3 separate regions of the Mus musculus genome follow, and all the other regions are linked to region 1. A link is a contact called in public promoter capture Hi-C data. All regions are on one chromosome and are shown on one strand. Each heading gives the region's core, a stretch centred on a gene start, on an enhancer-like site or on the middle of the called end of the contact. The rest is flanking DNA. Distances are from core to core; before and after follow the strand shown. Region 1 holds the start of Ccdc77 (coiled-coil domain containing 77). Region 2 holds the start of Bms1 (BMS1, ribosome biogenesis factor). Region 3 holds the start of Ankrd26 (ankyrin repeat domain 26).

Region 1 (4,320 bases), core at 1,212-3,711:
AGAGACAGCTTAGCCAACCTGAGTACAATCCCGGGTTGGGGGGGGGGGGAAGAGGTTGGGGTGGGGGAACCTAGCCGGGCGTGGTGGCGCACACCTTTAATCCCAGAATTTGGGAGGCAGAGGCAGGCAGATTTCTGAGTTTGAGGCCAGCCTGGTCTACAAAGTGAGTTCCAGGACAGCCAGGGCTATACAGAGAAACCCTGTCTCGAAAAAACAAAACAAAACAAACAAACAAAACCCCCACAAAGTTGTCCTCCGACCTCTACATACTCACACATAAACACAATAATAAATTTAAAAAAACTTTTAAAAATAAGCAATATAGTCCATGGAAATTAAGGAGACTGTCATGCCAAATTTAGAATGAACAGAGAGCCAAAAGTACTTTGTTTGACTTGCTTTTTCTACTTTTTATCTTTGACAAAGATTACCCAGGATATGTGAGGCCCAGGGTTCTAATCCTCTAGCACCAGGAAAACAAAACAAAAATTAAAAAACAGCAGAAAAAAAATCTGTATGATTATAATTTCCATCTTAACTGACAACAAGTAACTGAGGAGGAAAGATCATCTTGGTTTTTTAAGAGTGTGTGTGTGTATTTGAGTGTGTGTGTGTGTGTATGTGGGCATGTATGTACATCTAAAGAGTCAGCTTTCTCTCCCTACTCCCTGGTATCTCTAGGAGGGTCAGCCTCAAGTTGTCACCTCAACCTGCTGAGTCCTCTTATACCATTTTTATACTGTTGGCTCTAATAATTTTAAAAATATGATTATTTTATGTGTATGGGTGTTTTCCCTGCATGTGTGTCTGTGCACTAGATGCATGTTTACTGTGAGCTGCCATGTGGGTGCTGGGAATCAAACCCAGGTCCCTTGGAAGAGCTGCCTGTGTTCTCAAACACTTGAACCGTCCCTCTAGCCCCTGTCTAATGATTTAAGGGAAAGGTTAGGCCATACTTTTCTAGATTCTCATATCCAGCCTGAGTTCCAGGACAACCAGCATTATATAGTGATAGATACCTTGTTCCAAAAAAAACAAAACAAACAAACAAACAAAACAAAACAAAAAAATCACAAGCTGACAAGTGGCTACTTACAGACACGAACATTAAATAAAGCCTAGAATTCAGAACTTTCTATTTTAGAGCCTAACCTCTCTTCCCTGACTTATTTTTATCTCTTTCCCCAGATATACCCTGTTTTTATAAAATGTTTTTTTTGTTTGTTTTTTTGGACAGGATCTCACTACGGCTGGCTTGGAACTATGTAAACCAGGCTGGTCTAAAACTTACAGAGATTGCCTGCCTCTGGCTCCCGAGCACTGGGATTAAAAGCTTATACACCACGCCAGAGGCACATAATGTTCTTGGTTCTATGCCTTTGCTCATGAGCTTCCTGGCAGTTCAATTATAACTCCTTCCACAACTCTAGTAAATTCACTTAATCAAGTGTATTCTGCATGTAAAATTCATCTTAAATACTATTTCTTCCATCTCTTTCTTGAGTTTTTCCATTCAAGACGATCTAGAAAGCCAATTGTAGTGGCATCTGTCATTAAAAGCTAGCACTGGGAAGATCACCCAACATTGAGGGCAGCCTAGGGTACAGAGTTGAATTCCAGGCAAGCCCGGAACAGAGCAAGGTCTTGTCTCAAATAAACAACAGAAAAACCATAAACTGATTGTGTACTTGTACTCCCAACACTCAGAAGACCGAGACAAGAGTATAATGCCAAGAGTTTGAGACCAGTCTGGTACATATAGTGAACTGCAAGCCCACGTGGGCTGCAGAGTAAGATTCCCGAATCAAAAAACAAAAACGAATAATTAAAAAAATTTAAAAGCTTTTTTTCCCCCCTCACTGATAAATGCCTGTATTTGCAGTTTTACTATGATAACCTATCTTCCAGGCAGACAGAAGCCATCTTAATCCTACCTTGCAAGGCAGGAATGCCTCTATTTATATAAAAGGTGATGGGTTTCTGTTTTGTAGGTGTAAGAGATCGAATTGAGGGCACAGGCGTGCTAAGCAAACACTCTACATATTGGCCACAACCCCGTCCCTAAAAAGTCGTATTTACCCGCATAACCACTTTCTGAAGTATTTTTATTATCCCTTATTTTTCAAACGAGGAAATCGAAGCTTAAGCAAGTGGGAGGAAGACGGAGACGGAACTCCGTCCATCTCAGGACGTCTGGATCCTGTTCTCTGGCAAGTTCATACAGTTCTTGAGCAGATCTTTGCTCAGTCATTCTTAAAGCTCTCCGCGTCCCGGAAACTTCTCTTTTTACAGACAATCTTTCCTTGACTGGCCCTAGGTTTAGTCTCCTGTAGCTCCCTTCCGCACTGATTACTAAGGCTTTTATCCCACCATATTTACTCCCCAAAAAACTTTCACCCTTTCCCTGAAATCCACACTCACCAAGTGCTAACCCCTGGCGTCCAACAACGCAACCGAAAAACAACTCAAATCAGCGAGCATCTACAAAATCCTACCAATCGCTCACGAGCTCAGGCGGCCTTTTAGGTTGCACACCAATAGGACGGTTGTTCACCCAGCAGTACTTCCCATCTTGCCTTGCGCCTCACCGGCAGAGGTTCCTGGGAAGTGTAGTTTCTCTTCTGCACACAGCATTGCGCAAAGACAGAATGCGTGTGGAGGGGGGAGGTAAGTATCCCTTGGCTGTTAGAACTCGTTTTGACAACTCAGTCTAAACTCACTTAACTATTTTCCTTTAATGAAACCTGTTGCATAAATGACATACATAATCACGAGAACTCCTCGGAGAGTTTAGTACACATTATCATTTGTTTCGAGTGAGCCTTTAGTTTGTTTCAAGTGAGCCTAAGAAACGTTCTACAAATCCTACGGAGTTGTAAAAGCCTGTAATCCCAATTCCTGAGAAGGGACATAAAAAGGATCAGGAGTTTGAGGGGAGGGGAGGGGAGGGGAGGGGAGGGGAGGGGAGGGGAGGGGAGGGGAGGGGAGGAGAGGAGAGGAGAGGAGAGGAGGAGACAGAGTTTTCTATGCCTTAGCTTAGATGTAATTAAAGAGGGATGGTTGTGAGCCACCATATGGGTGTGAGGAACCAAACCAGGACTCACTATGTATCCAGTTTAGCTTGGATCTTGCTGTGTAGAAGCCTCAGAGATCCTCCTGCATCTACCCTCAAATTCTGGGACTCAGGCATAAGCCCAGTGTATGGGAGGCAGGGGCAGCCAGCTGGGTCTACACAGCAAGTTCTAGGGCAGAACTACACCCTTAAACAAACAACAAACAAAACAAACACACAGAGAGGTATTATAGCTCATCACCTCTGACTCCAAACACATTTTAATGGCTCTTTGCTTGTTTGCTCAGTCATTGGATTCACCCTGCGACTGAACTAAGGCTTCAGGAATCATGGTCCTGCCGGGCGTGGTGGCACATGCCTTTAATCCCAGCACTCGGGAGGCAGAGGCAGGCCTCAGATTTCTGAGTTCGAGGCCAGCCTGGTCTACAAAGTGAGTTCCAGGATAGCCAGGGCTATACAGAGAAACCCTGTCTCAACAAAACAAAACAAAACAAAACAAAACAAAACAAAACAAAACCAAAAAAGGAATCATGGTTACTTAATGGTAAACAAGTATTCTACCACTGAACTATACTTCTCACCCAAGCCTGACTCCAAGAATTTCCCAGGGACTAACCAAAATAGAATAACAAAGAAGGAAAAACTATAAACTTTCTCTTTATCCTTTCCTATGACATGAATAGGAAAACCAATGATATTTGAAATATCATATTGAAAAAATTGTGTACACTTATCAGTGAGCCACTGAAGTTGACATAGGCATAAAAGCTTCAATTTTCAAGCTTTCCAAATTTTAAAGTAATGCTACTATGCATTGCAGAATTGATCCTTTCTTGTGTAACTTCCTTTTATATATCCTCTTTTGTTGCTGAGACAGGGTTCCCCAACTAGTGTTGGGTTTAGAGGCATGAGCCACCACCCTCAGCTCTTCATATATCCTCCTGATGTTTAAATGAGACTGACTAGACATAACATTTGAATATGTAATCCCTTGACTGGAGACAAGTCCCAGTCTTTTGACCTCCTATTGTGGGCAGTAGGCACATACATACCTGCAGACAAAACACTCATGAAGTAAATCTAAAATTTTAATATTATGGTATAAATTATAGCATAAATACTATTTTTAAAAGCATGGTTCAGCCGGGTGTGGTGGCGCACGCCTTTGATCCCAGCACTCGGGAGGCAGAGGCAGGCGGATTTCTGAGTTCAAGGCCAGCCTGGTCTACAGTGTGAGTTCCAGGACA
Region 2 (4,320 bases), core at 859-3,358, 1.9 Mb before region 1:
GTAACAACATCGGTGTTATATATTCTGTTTGACCAAACAGCAATCCCTTGGCACAGCAGTCTATGGAGGCACTCCCTACCTGACACAATTGTCACAGGGCCTCTGATCTCACTCAATTTCTGTCTGGTAAAATTCCGAATCAGGCATCGTATCAAAGTGCTCTTTCCAACTTTTGGAGGTCCCATCACCACTACCACTATTGGTGGGGGCTCCAGTGGAGTTCTGTCAACCACTGGAATGTGATGCTTTTTCGTCTTTAAGTCCTGAGTCCTATGTGTTTACAAAAATAAAACAAAACAAAGTTTACTTCCAAAACACAAAAGATCTTTTAAAAGTCCAGATGGTATAGAGACCAGATAATACATGGATCCAATTAACTTTATTTTAACCGGTTAACTTCTAACCCCCTCCTCACCCAAAAGTTATTCTTCAGTAAAGATAAAACAGATGACTAAAAAATAAAGTTAATAATCAAACACATCATGACACTGACTTGGCTTTAATGTTTAAGAGAATTAAGGGGAACCATAGTGACGAGATGTTATAAAACAAGTCAGGTGTAGGAGACAGGGTAAATGTTCTATCAACTGGCTATTGAACTTGTGCTCTGAATCTGTTTTCTTATCCACAGATGAGAATAATTCCTAACTTCTTAATGCTGTTGAAAGAATTCAATTAGGTAACATTTAAAGAAAACTGCTGGCTATATATTATTATCTCCCTAAATACAGTTATTTTAGTATTTTACATTAAAAGTATTGGGGGGGAACCACCAACACTTTAACTGCCATGGAGATATGCAAAGTTTAGGAGATTTTTTTGTGTGTGATCTAAATTGTGTAAATTCTTCTTCTTGGACAAGAAAGAAAGAAGGACAGAAAGAAAGAAAACAAAGAAAAAAGTGGGGAAAGGCAAAGGGCAGGTGTTAGAGGGAAAATGTTTCTTTGACAGAGCTCTGACATTTTAGGAAAAGCCATACGGCATGCCTACTATGGCATGCCTACGTCCTTCAGACCTGAGTTAAGACTCACAAGGCAAATGCCATCTGGGAGAGGCTCCCAGTACTTAAGGGAAGACCCACTAACCCCAGGTAAACACACCTGTGAAAGGACCTCGCCATCCGCACAGCTGACTGCACTGCGAAAGCTTTGGGGTTTCTCTTCCGGGCATCCTCTTCATCTCCAAGCTGTAGGTCTTGCAGGTGCCGTTTCTTTTTCTTCTCAGCTTTAGGCCCACTGTGCTTCTTCCTATGTTTCTTGTGGTCCTTGGTCTCCATGGTGGCTATTTATCTACTACAAATAAGTCTTACCTACACGGAACAGGGAGGACGGTGGTGGTAATCAATTATAATCAGGGTAACACAGGAGGGCAGTAATTTAATTTACTTAAGTGCTGATGTATTTGTTCATTGAATGGAGGTAGAAAATGTTTAGCCAGTATCTTCAAATTCACGTCCCTTTCTTACGCCATAAAGTATAAGAGTTAGCAGCACCAACACTATCCTTCTTATGTTTTATGTTGAAGCCATTTCGACAGTGCTCATTTTTTGTAATGACAGAAATACATCCTACCTGCTGTTCTCAGTACAGAAGCCTTGTGAACTACACGTGGTTACAGAGAATTTCAAGCGTACCTTCGGAAACTGAAAACTATCTTAAGTTTAAATTAATTTTAAACTTAGTCGCACGTGACTAGTGCCTACTATTCTAGGTAGCTTAGGCTGAAGTGTCCTTTTAACTTAAAACGAAAACAAACATACAAGTTTAAGACATCCGAACAGTGCTGAGCAGACTCGCCTCTCAGCTCCTGGAGGAAGCACATTTTCCCCTCCCGGTGATCTATTTTTGCTGGGAGAAGAACACGCAGCCGAGCTGGGCAGGAGCCCTCCCTGCTCGAGTGACCCGCTCCCCATCCAGCACTGCACGAACCCACGCCCTCCACACTCCCGGGAGCACCTCTCCGGCGGCCGAGAAACTTGCCTTCCAGCCCAGACGCAGCCTGGGAGCAGCCTGTCGGGAGGTCGAGGACCGACCGAACCGGGAAGCCGACGGGGCTCGCGAAAGCACTCGGACTCACGGCAGCAACCGCTCCAGCCCGCAAGCACGACGCCGGAAGCGGAAACTGTCCTTCTGCTTGTACCCGTCGGAGGGAAACGAGCAAAGAAGAGGGGAAAAAAAGGAACCCGTGGACGGACGACTTTCAGGGGAAAGCCGGAAGTAAGCTCTGGGTTGGCTGAGGGTTGCGCAAGCGCACTTTCAGATTTCGCACGGACTGCCCTCTCCTTCGGGTCCCAGCCACTCTGAGAGTCGGGCTCTCAGCCAGCGCGACCTGGCTTCAGAGGATCCGCGCGGCGCTGGGCCCTGGCCCGCTTATTTGAGTAGCAGAGGAACGCTGGAAGGACGCCCGAGTCATCGCCAGTCCCAACTTGAAAGCTGTGAATTCCGCCGCCCCATCCGCTAGGCTACCGCTCCCTGTCACCGCTGCCAGAGCTGTCCTCACGGGTTTTCAGCGCTCTGCTGCCCTCTTGTGCCAGGACCGACGGGCTGAGGGCAGGGTGCTCCTCTGTGCTCCTGGAGAGGGCGTTTTCTTCAGAAAACGTCTTAGCTTGCCATTTTGTGTGCATGTGTGGCTATGTGTGTCGTGTGTCTTGTGTCTCTGTGCTCAGCCTTGCATCCCCAGGACTCAGTCCAGTCCTGGGGAATAGCCCTCAAACCCCCAGTCCCGGTTATTTGCTACAGTTATGCTGGACTCAAAACTGAGCTCATCTCAAGGAGAATAAGAAGTAGGGTTTTTTCCTTGCGCCAAATAAGAGTGACTGCGGCCTGGGAATACGGATTCAGGTTCCCACAAAATAGCATGTTCATGCAAAACACAGCTCTCACCTCAATGAGCCAAGAACATGGGTTCAGTTGCCTCAAAGTCTCCCATTTTGTACCTTTTAATAGCACACCAACACAAAACAGCTCTAAAGGTTCATATGGAAATTATGAAACAAAATCAAAGGTTTAGCAAATGATAGTTTGTGAGGTTGGCCCTCCTATTTCTCTCTCCCCATCCTTTGACTATCATTCCAGTGACCATCATTCTAGCCTTTCTGCACATTCCAGAGCAACGCCCCAATTTCTGCAGGAAGTAGTTATAGAAAAGACTACATTGCCCTTTATCATCAACAAAAGGATTGGAATGTAAGATCGCAAACTGAGGACAAATGGCTGACAGAGGTGTCTATTGAACAAGTCAAACAGCCCTCAGTCCCAACCTGTGACAGGGTCATCCTGCCTGGCAACTATCCCCCTAGCTGAACCACCAAATGAGGCCTATGAGAAATTTCTCATACAGTCCAACGCTGGAAGAACTCAGGGCAGACACCATAGTGCTTGCTAACTCACTCATTAGGCTTATGCTTGCCTTATTTTCTTACATAGCACAGTATCACTTGCCCAGGGAATGGTGGTACCCATAGTGGGCCTGGCTATCCTAAATCAATTAATAATCAAGTCCAGCCCTCCAGTCATACCTATAAGCCAATCAGATTTATGCAATTCCTTAACTGAGACTTTCTTATTGGACCATCATATGACTCTGGACTGTGTCAAGTTGACATTGAGAGGTAACTAGACAACTAGTCAGTTAGTTTTCTTAAGGCACTAAACACTAAGGACATTTTTCATAGGCATACTAAAGAGATTTTAGCATGTTTGTTTCATTATCCCCAAATGGTTGCTTAGAACGCAATGGCTAAGATATGGAGCTGCAGAACATTCTGTTACAAAGTAGATGCCCAAAGATGCTGGGAGTTAGTGGACGGGGGTTGGGTGAGAGACATGGCCTTTGACATAGGGAATGGGATCCACTTTAATTCTGAGACACTGGAGTTAAGGTGCCTGAAGGCGTGTGGTGTGAATGTTGACATTTGAGTATGCTGGGGCTTGGTGTGCATGACAAATGTGGTATCTCTCTGGGGGTAAGCTCTCGTGAGTCCTGAAATATTAGAAAATGTGTTCTATGTAATCCTCAATAAATAAAAAAACTTTTGAGTGAACAGTTTGTATCTCTAGTTAAATAGACAAGTCACATTTATGACACTAGATAAGGCCATTTTGTTCACTGATACTATTTTGTGGTGGGGGAGAGGTTCAAGCCAGAGTTTCTCTGTATAGCCCTGGCTGCTTGAAATTTGCTCTGTAGAAATTTGCTCTTTGAACTCAGAGATTTGTCTGCCCCTGCCTCCTGATGTCACCAGGAAGTGAAAGGAAGCTGAATCCTGTGTTGGAGGAGATTAAGTTGAATTAAGGGAGTAGCAACCTTGGGGCAAGATCC
Region 3 (4,320 bases), core at 534-3,033, 1.8 Mb before region 1:
GTATACAGTCCCTTTATCCTCAGATTTTGTTCAATGGGTCTTGAGAATGCTTCATTTTAAAAAGCTCAATGTTAGAAAGTATCCTGAGGATACACTACAAACCTGCATTCAATCACCAATACACGGATACATACACGGGTGTGTACACACACACTCACACACACTCACACACACAGTGGTTCTGCAGTCGTTCCTCATCTCTTTGTTTTGTTTTGGTACTTTTCTCACTGTGTTTTCTTTTAGTGTTTAACTTATATTCTATCAGGGATTTATTTTAGTGACATAGAAATGTTGCTAGTTTTCTCCAAACAAGTCAACAACCATTTCATTCCTAAGTGTTTGTTCCCTACTAACTGGGGTGTCACCAGAATCAACTTCTAAATTCTTTTTTGGTTTTTTTGTTTGTTTGTTTGGTTGGTTGGTTTTTTCGTTTTGTTTTGTTTTTTGAGACAGGATTTCTCTGTGTAGCCTTGGTTGTCACGGAGCTCACTCTGTAGACCAGGCTGGCCCCGAACTCAGAAATCCACCTGCCTCTGCCTCCCAAGTGCTGGGATTAAAGGCATGAGCCACCACTGCCCAGCAATATCTAAATTCTTACATATACTTGATTGGATATGTTCTGGGTTTTCTATTCCACCCTGCTCACTGCTGTGTCTCTTTGGCTGCTAGTAAACGACTGACTTGTGAAAACTAGTAGTTTTATCCTTTAGAAAGTTTTTTTTTTCTCGTCTCATCACAAAATCAAAAGCAACATAAGAAACTCAAAATTGTTAAAACGCTGACGGTCGGGTTTGGCTTACGTTAAATTGATCAGGATATTCAGAGTTCGAGTTCTGGGAATTACCAATCTTTGACTCGAGAATATGGAACTATTTTCCCACTTCAAAATGCAGTAAAAACAAACCAACCAACCAAAACCATTCACACAGGTGTACGGCAGTGATAAGATGGATCCTGTATGTTAGTGGAAGAATTTTTAACCTTGAACAGAAACATTTCTCCTATTATGTATTTCTACAACATAAAACTTTCTTATATGTATGCAGAAAGTTAAAATGTTAGTTAACTCGCTTTACATTGCCAGTGAAGGGAACTGTCAGTGGATCAGAAACCAGCTGAAGTGTTTTTTGTTGCTGTCCTTGCTGTTCATACAGGTCAGGGCTTAGACCCCACTAAGACTTAGGCATTCAAAGCCAGGTGGGAAGAGTCAAGCTTCCTTAATGAAAGATAGACTCTCTGTCTTCCAGCCCCAAAGCCAGACAAGGTAGGTGCACGCTCCCCCACCAGCTTCGTCCCGCCCCGCTAACTGGCGGGCCATTTATTACCTGTCCTTCTTGTCTCTATCGTTCACGCCACTTTTTCCAAGGATAAGGATATGCTGCACTTTGGCTACATCTCCCACGCTTGCAGCCTTGTGGATCTTGCCCATATCCTTGTCGTGAATATGGTACCTGGGCACGTGGGAGCCACTAGCACTCTCGCGTCCAAAGCCCACGCAGTTGCTGCGCGGGCGGGCAGAGGGGCCTAAGGGCGATGGGCCCTTACTCCTGAAGCCAAAAATCTTCTTCATGGCAGAGGGTACGCCCCTCACAGGCACCTTCTTCCCCGCGCAACGTTGGCTGACAACACAACGCAGCTAGGGCACTTATTGAAAAGCCGGCCTAGACGCACGGGATCCCACCGGGAAAGACGCTGCATGGCCCGGCAGGTTTTTAAAGCACAATAATCGCCAAGCCGAGCTGCAAACTAGCAACCCGCGCCTTCTTGCTGCCGCGCATGCTCACACAGGCCCAGCAGCGACCAGTGCCCAGCACGCGTGCGCACGGCCAGGCTCCGCCTTCTTTGCTGTTCAGGAGGTCAGGGCGCTGCAACCTAGCGGGTTCTCTAACCCGGGGTTTAAGGCGGAGGTGGGCAGTGTGTTGTTTCCAGAGGCCCGGGTTAGCCTCGGTTTGGGCGTGATCGCTGCAAGGCTTCAACAGGAATGGGGGTCGCTCAGCAGCGTGGAACCCAGACCCAGTACTCCAGGACTGCGGGCATTGAGGGCGCCTGGCAGATGGGCGCAGAACCTTCTGGAGTCCGGCCTCCCTGCTTAGCTTTGGCCTTGTGTTTCAGTGGCAGTTAAACCTGTTGGGGAGCAAACCTATTGGACTCTAGGTAGGCGATAATCAAAAAGTAAACTACAAACAGCATGGATGGAATCGTGGCGTGGAAGAGTAAGGGAAGAGATTTTGTTAAGCTAAGTAGTTTGGGAATTAGTGCAATAAATGATCGTGTTTCACAGCCTAAAGAGTCAGTATATGAGTTAGACAAGCTGATGGGAGGTAAGAAGAAAAGGTTGTCTGCATTTGGGATCTGAATGAAACGATATGATGTGTGTAAATTTTTGGTTTTGGACCTGGAAAAAGTAATACTTAGTAAGCAGTTTTCCAGTGTAAGTGTTCACCTTGACGTTTTAAATTGTTAATAAATTTTGTCAATCTAAAGCCACAACTCACCTCAAAGGGAATAAAATACCGTTCGTGCCTAATAGGACCTCCAGTGGCCGCAGGAACTACCTCAAATTCAGGCTACCTCAAATCCTGTTTCATGTTCCAATTTTAATAGAAACGACAACAAATCAACCCACTTTTCAGATACGTCGGTGGGTACGTCAGGTAAGTGGGTTTTGTGTTAACACCCCTCAGATGGCAGTTGATGAATTTCTTACCCCCTTTGGCTGATGGAAGCTAGGAGTCCCAGTGGACATTCCAAAGGCTTTACCTCCTGGACATAAAGAAGCTAGGTCCCACGCACAGGAGAACACGATGGCTCAATGTGATTTGCTTCTGGACTTGCAACGTTCAAAACTTGCTACGGCAGTAGTTCAGATCAGTCAGTTCCTATGGTACAGCTTCTTTTTTTTTTTAATTTTTAATTTTTTATTAGATATTTTCTTTACATTTCGAATGTTATCAGCTTTCCTATCCTACCCCCTCCCCCTGCTCCCCAACCCACAGGAATCCCACTTCTGCAGTGTGGATCTGTAATACATGCTGTACTCAATGGAATGATTCCACAGGTTTTTGATTTGACTATATCTTTTGTAATAAAAATTGAAATAAATTCTATTGCTAATTTTATCTTTGTGTGTGTGTGCGCGCATGTGTGTGCATGTGTGCCTCTGTGTGTGTGTGTGTAAAACAGAATCTCACTCTAGCCTATGCTACCCTTGAACCTTAATGATTCTCCTGCCTCCGCTTTGGAAAGCTGGTGTTTTGGGTGTAGACCACTGCCCCTGCTTTCTGTCTCTCTATCACACTGCTCTGGGCTTTGCTCTGGGTCCATTTAACTATTAGCTAGTTATTCTCTGCATTTTGACCAGCTGTAGATTGCTTTAGTAACCTCCACCTGTTGCAAAAAGAAGCTTCTTTGGCAAGGGGTGAGACTTACACTCATCTGTGGGTACAAGGACAAGTATTTAGAACACAAGTACAGGGGATTGGAGCTATGGCTCAGCCGATAGAGCACTGACTGTCCGGCACCCATGTGATGAAGACTAGCATTGGTCGGTTGTACAAGTTCCAGGGGACCTGATGCCCTCTTCTACCTTTCATTGGCTCTGCATATATGTGGCACATAGACAGGCATGCAAATGGGACATTCATACACATAACATAGAAACCTCAAATGTAAAATTATACTAAAGTTAGACATAATAGTGCCTTAGGAAACTGGCAGTAGTGGACCATAGGGTCCCCAACCCCAGCTGATACATTACAACAAATCCCCTATATACCCAAGCCCCAGAGACTCCATGGAAGGCTAGAGGGTAGAATGATTGTTAGAACAAGAGGACTCATTAGTGTCTTCTGGATATGAGAGGAGAGTACACCCATAAAACCTCATCAAGGCAGTTGAGACAAGAACTGCCTTTTGAAGCTCAGCATTATGCGTGTGTGTGTGTGTGTGTGTGTGTGTGTGTGTGTGTGTGTGTGTAAAACAAAGTAGACAAGATGAATTTGAAAGGGAGTGAGGAGGACATGGGAGTAATTGGAGGGAGGGGGGATGAGGTAGAAATGATGTAATACAGTTCTGTATGAAATTCCCAAAAGCTGATTTAAAATAATAGATGGCTTTACTGTTCATTAAATGTGCATTAAAGTACAATCATCACTTTCTTATTACATAGGGTCTCCTCCCCCAGAGACCATGGTCAGCTGTGTAACTGAGAATGACCTTGAATCTTCTCCCTCTCCCTCCCAGGGCTAGGATTATAGGCAGGCAGTGCCAAGCACAGTCCATGCTGTTGGTACCCAGTTGCATAGCACCCCAGGCAAGCAC

What was found. Promoter capture Hi-C pulls out the DNA fragments that hold promoters and counts their contacts.
Region 2: a contact with region 1 is called in a promoter capture Hi-C map of hippocampal neurons, with 9 times the contacts expected there. The contact joins the promoter of Bms1 here to the promoter of Ccdc77 in region 1. A contact is called at or near these places in 4 of 39 promoter capture datasets (cranial neural crest, hippocampal neurons, liver and 1 more), 1 of 115 datasets of contacts at active chromatin or transcription factors (astrocytes) and 1 of 9 other capture datasets (adipose tissue).
Region 3: a promoter capture Hi-C map of hippocampal neurons shows a contact between it and region 1, with 7 times the contacts expected there. The contact joins the promoter of Ankrd26 here to the promoter of Ccdc77 in region 1. A contact is called at or near these places in 8 of 39 promoter capture datasets (the 3T3-L1 cell line, 3T3-L1-derived adipocytes, cranial neural crest and 4 more), 1 of 115 datasets of contacts at active chromatin or transcription factors (astrocytes) and 2 of 9 other capture datasets (adipose tissue and embryonic tail).

The regions. Positions count from the first base shown.
Region 1 is chr6:120,354,906-120,359,225 of GRCm38.p6, forward strand. Ccdc77 (coiled-coil domain containing 77) reads right to left here and starts at 2,462. Exons shown (of 12, transcript NM_001381936.1): 1 at 2,422-2,462.
Region 2 is chr6:118,417,309-118,421,628 of GRCm38.p6, forward strand. It overlaps Bms1 (BMS1, ribosome biogenesis factor), which reads right to left and starts at 2,109. Exons shown (of 23, transcript NM_194339.1): 1 at 1,980-2,109; 2 at 1,101-1,309; 3 at 80-270. The coding sequence starts at 1,276.
Region 3 is chr6:118,560,488-118,564,807 of GRCm38.p6, forward strand. It overlaps Ankrd26 (ankyrin repeat domain 26), which reads right to left and starts at 1,784. Exons shown (of 34, transcript NM_001081112.2): 1 at 1,326-1,784. The coding sequence starts at 1,570.